2 separate regions of the Hordeum vulgare genome follow, and region 1 is linked to region 2. A link is a contact called in public Hi-C data. All regions are on one chromosome and are shown on one strand. Each heading gives the region's core, a stretch centred on a gene start, on an enhancer-like site or on the middle of the called end of the contact. The rest is flanking DNA. Distances are from core to core; before and after follow the strand shown.

What was found. Hi-C and Micro-C count contacts between places; a contact is called where the count stands out from the background.
Region 1: a contact with region 2 is called in a Hi-C map of seedling, with 3 times the contacts expected there. The contact joins the promoter of LOC123449265 here to the promoter of LOC123446764 in region 2. A contact is called at or near these places in 2 of 6 Hi-C or Micro-C datasets (leaf and seedling) and 1 of 1 datasets of contacts at active chromatin or transcription factors (embryo).

The regions. Positions count from the first base shown.
Region 1 is chr4H:525,148,172-525,150,871 of MorexV3_pseudomolecules_assembly, forward strand. It overlaps LOC123449265 (heat stress transcription factor A-9-like), which reads right to left and starts at 1,441. Exons shown (of 2, transcript XM_045126412.1): 1 at 1,157-1,441. The coding sequence starts at 1,441.
Region 2 is chr4H:524,970,897-524,973,596 of MorexV3_pseudomolecules_assembly, forward strand. LOC123446764 (mitogen-activated protein kinase kinase 9-like) reads left to right here and starts at 1,294. Exons shown (of 1, transcript XM_045123308.1): 1 at 1,294-2,670. The coding sequence starts at 1,457. The coding sequence ends at 2,452.

The DNA.
Region 1 (2,700 bases), core at 191-2,690, 180 kb after region 2:
GTATATATGGAGCCAAGAGCAGCAATTCATGTGGTCCATACAAAATCTTTAAGAGCAGGTATACAATCCAGTGACAAAAAATCAGTCTGCTCTTGTACTCAGCAAATGGACATGAAAGAATCGGTATAAAAATTGGAAGGAAAAGCTGGTAAGTATTGAATCCCTGGCTGCAAGAATCTGGCTCCAGCCACTGGATACTGATAGGCACTCCTCAAAAGCACAACATCATTCATCAAATACCTTTGGGTATGTAAAACAAAGTTCCAATCAGCATAAAAGAAATGCTCACACAGAAGATTAGCTGTCAGCCAATGATATTATGTCAATGCAAACCAAACATTTATTTGATTTCATTCAGAAACACCACAGTCAGGATACTATTTACGTTAAGCATGAAGCGAAGACACTACATGAAGTAGCTTCTTTCTCTTATAATACTATATAAATAAAGTTCCGTAGATGCCAAATATATAGAATCCAAAATACAGAAAGGAGTTTCGACAGCATGCATTCCATACCAATAGCACTAGAGGCAGGTTCAGCAGATAGTTATTTTGATCAGATCCACAAAATTCCATTGGTCACAAGCACAACTGTATTTCATATATATAAAGAAGGCTGCTAAAAGCATTTTGACTAGTGAATACCAAAGCATGGACAGATTTGGCACAGCTGTTTTAGCCCGGATCGTTAAGTCCCCATATTACTCCAATTCAAAATGTATTGTCACAACAAGCACGAAATTGAACATAGGAACAGCCTGTAACAAACAGGCATCGAGAGAAAATGATGACGCGTTCAAACAGGTTTGTCCAATTTACATCGGAAGCTACCCCAGAGAGTCAACTGCTGACAAAATCCTCAGCTAGCCGCAACAGCACATTACGAATATACTCCCTCCGTTCCTAAATATAAGTCTTTTTAGACATTTCAACAGGGGACTACATACGTAATAAAATGAGTGAACCTACACATTAAAATATGTCTATATACATCCGTATGTAGTTTTCTATTGAAATGTCTAAAAAGACTTATATTTAGGAACGGAGGGAGTATATATTTACAATAAAGGAAACATGCTCCGCGATAGCAATAGCACCCAATTCAACTCAAAATCATCGGAAAGGGGCGAGGAGGGCGAGCGAGGGGATCTCACATAGGTGTTGAGCTGGCGTATGAAGCTGCTGAAGTTGTTGTGCTTGAAGTGGTGGCGGAGCAGGTCGCGCTCGAAGGCGTGCGCGTCCCAGATCACGAAGCTGTTGCCGGCGTCGGACCACGACATGACCCTGTCGGTGGCCGCGTCCGAGACCATGTCGTAGACCTTGGTGAGGAACGGCGCCACCTCCGGCGGCTTCGGCACCGCCCCCACCGGCGCCGGCGCGGCCCCGGCCGAAGAGGGGCCCGCGGCGGAGGGCGGGGGCGAGCCTTTGCTTGAGCCCATGGCGGAAACCCTAGCTTCCTTGGAGATTGAGGCGGCGACGTGAGGCGAGACGGGAGGAGGGAGGCCTATCGGAGTGGGGATTTCGGATGATTTTGGTTGAATTTTTGTGCGCGTTGGGTCGGATTTGGGGGGCTGCGACTTGTTCCTGCCTGTGCTTGGGCTGCCTTCCTTCAGGATTAAGAAAGAAAGGAAGAAATCTATGGAGTTCAAAACGAGAGGAAAAAAAAAATGTGTGGTAGGGTAGGTGATATTTGTGCGTGCGTCAGACCACGCAAGGCGCGTGCCCGGAAATTGCTTTAGAATAAAAAAATAACGCAGAAAAGAAAAGCACGTACGTGTTTTCGACTTACAGCTGCGCCCTCGTGTTTTTATTCGACGATGACTTGTGGGCCTGAGTGCGTCGGGACCCACGTGTCGGCGTGCGAGAGTTACGCGTAAGGCGTGACGATTTCATGTGCGGCGAGAGTTTTCCGCATTTTGCGCTTCTTCTTTTTTGCTGTGGGGCGGAGGAGCCAGTTTGGTTGCGTCGCGTCCCGCTCGATGGCATGGGCGGGGCCGGTGGGAGCTGGGAAGCAGCGCTCCGTTCGAACAACTCTTAAAGAAAAGGACGAAGGAGGAATTCACACGGAGAGACTGATATGTGGCCCTGGAACGACGGGCCAGATGGCAAGTACGGGTGTCGCGGTCATGCAGGGGCAAGTCGCCGACGTCATTGCTGTCCTTGGGCTTGGAGTTAGACTGGACTGGAATTACACTGTCAAACTCGTTTCCACACGCAAGGACCAGGAGCTCGTTCAGTCCAGTCTAGTCCAACGTTAGATGGGCCTGTTCGACATAGAGGCTTGGACCGGCCGAATAACATTTGCAGGAAACTAGGCGTCAACCGAATGATTACGACAGATTCAGGTCATGTTTGTTTTAAAAAGTCATAGGTTTTTTTAATCATAACTAAATAAATTCTAGTCACTATCTGTTTGGTTCCAGGGATTAAATATAAACTTCAGGTTATTAAATAATATATTAAAAGACCATGTTCCCCCTATAAATGGACTAGAGGTCATACCTGGCCAAACGCTGGCCCGGCACGGCACGCCCCGTGCTAAACGTGTCTGGTCCGACAAGGCCCGCCGATGCACGTTTATTAATCGGGTCGTGACGTGCCAGCCAGTGGGTTGTGCCTCCAAACCCAGGCACGGCCCCGTTACTAAACGAGCCGGCTTGTTGGTCCGATTAGCACGCTGGGCTGCATAATTTTAGCC
Region 2 (2,700 bases), core at 44-2,543:
ACACAAGTTGTAATCGCTTGCGCGACACATTTGATCAAAACTTCTCTATCTAGTTGAGCAAAGTGTCCATCACGCAACTCTCTAAGCCTCGCTAATCAATTTTGCTTCCAAGTTTTGAAAACGCTTTAGACATTCGGCCCTCTCGAGTAGGGTGGCCAAGATACCTCTCCTTAAAACATGAACTTGTCACGCTGAGACCATCCCTAACCAGCTCCTCGTGGATGGTCATACAAGCATCAATACACAAGATCGACCATTAAATTAATTGAGGGATTGACGAGTCATTGACGCATACAGATCAAGAGCATCTCTAACACATCGAGCTTGTACAAGGGAAGTCTCAAAGAACAAAAATGTATCATATGCAAATAAGAGATGTGAAATCTAAGGGGCATGACTTTGCACAGTCTTTGTTATATATTTAGAGTAATATTATTTGTACATGTGAAATCTATGGACCTTGACTTTGCATGGTCTTTAATGGGTGACTTTAACCACTAATTTATAACAAAGTACATAGATTGAACATGTATAAACGATATCAATGTATTTGTCTTGCAAAACAATTTATTTCATATGTGTGTATAGTAATTTAACAAACATAGAATACGTGAAAACCATAGTCAAAATTATGCAACGGAGACAAAAAAAATCAACAGACGCCTTATATTTTGGGAAGGAGGGAGTATAAGTATTCACTTTTCCTTACTAATTGTGTGCAGATTAGTTGTACATAGAACCAGGTGTGTGAACATTCCCAGTGTGCAAGATTGGAGGTGAAGCCCTCGGTGATCTTTTTCCCTATGCACTATGTTCATATTGTTATTTTTTGCGGGAAAGGACTCCATTTAGTTCGTATGTACTCCGTAATGATCTAAATCCTTTTATATATTTTTTCACAAAGGCAGTACATCCTCATTTTTTTTACTTTTCAATGATTTTGAGAAATGTAAGCGGCCTCATTTGGAAGTCTAACCTTTTTAGGGGCATCTAATACTACAAGGCTAATTACCGGCACATTTCCACACTAAAAATATCCAAGCCACACACTACAAGGGACGTTGGAATCGCGGACACCAAAATGCCATGCACCTGGTTCTCAAAACAAAAACAAAAATAAAAAACGACATGCACCATTGGTGCAAGATGATAGGCCGCAGAGGAAGGAAGGAAGGAAGGGCGGACGCACGGGAGAAAGAAATTGAGATCCAACCGAAATCACTCTCACCCCAGCTGAAATCGCTCACGGCTCACCCTCCGGTGCCTCCACCCGAACTCCGCTCGCTTCCACTCACCCGCCACCCGTCGCCGTCCCCCTCCATATATACCACCAGCACGCCACGGAGCACTCCGCCTACTCTCTATCATTAGCCACCAGCTGCCGGCCTCCGGAGCTCACCTCGCCCGCCCACCCACCACCACCTCGACTCAGGACTCACCACCCATCCCGTCTCCCATGGCTCTGGTCCGGCAGCGCCGGCAGCTACCCCACCTCACCCTCCCGCTCGACCACTTCGCCCTGCGCGCGCCGCCGCCGCCGCCGCCCGCCGCCGCGCCGTGCGAGGGCCTCCCCCGCCTCTCCGACTACGAGAGGATCTCCCAGCTCGGCCAGGGCAACGGCGGCACCGTCTTCAGGGCGCGCCACCGCCGCACCTCGCAGCACTTCGCGCTCAAGCTCTTCGCCGCGGGGGACGGGGACCCCTCCGCGGCCCGCGAGGCCGAGATACTCATGCTCGCCTCCGGCGCGCCGCACGTCGTGCGCCTCCACGCCGTCATCCCGTCGCCCGCGGCGGCGCAGCCGGCCGCGCTGGCGCTGGAGCTCGTGTCGGGCGGCTCCCTCGCGGGCCTCCTCCGCGCGCTCGGCCGGCCCATGGGGGAGCGCCCCATCGCCGCCGTGGCGCGGCAGGCGCTGCTGGGGCTGGAGGCCCTGCACGCGCTCCGCGTCGTGCACCGCGACCTCAAGCCCGCCAACCTGCTCGTCGGCCCCGGCGGCGAGGTCAAGATCGCCGACTTCGGCGCCGGCAAGGTGCTGCGGCGGCGGCTCGACCCCTGCGCGTCCTACGTCGGCACGGCCGCCTACATGTCCCCGGAGCGGTTCGACCCGGAGACCTACGCCGGCGACTACGACCCGTACGCGGCGGACGTGTGGAGCCTCGGGATGGCGATCCTGGAGCTGTACCTGGGACACTTCCCGCTCCTCCCCGCGGGGCAGCGCCCGGACTGGGCCGCGCTCATGTGCGCCATATGCTTCGGCGAGGCGCCCGAGGCCCCCGCCGCGGCGTCGGACGAGTTCCGGGACTTCGTGGCGCGGTGCCTCGAGAAGAAGGCCGGCCGGCGCGCGTCCGTGGCGGAGCTGCTCGAGCACCCGTTCATTGCCGAGCGCGACGCCGAGGAGGCGCAGCGCTGCCTCGCCGCGCTCGTGGCGGAGGCCGCGGAGCTGGGCGACCAGTAGCCAAACTGGTTAATTATTAGGAGGAGAGTTAGGAGTCCATCCATCCGTCCAAGCTGATGACGTGTACATAAATCTAGGCCACGGGGAGAAATAAGCTGTCCCATGTGGCGTTTCCCTTTTTTTCTTCCCATCCTTTTGCCGTATCCAAGAGGATTCCTTCGTTCTTTCACGTAAATTGCGACAGACAGTTTTGAGAATTGATACTACCTTCTTCATCACAATCAGAAGCTACTCTACTCTACATGTTA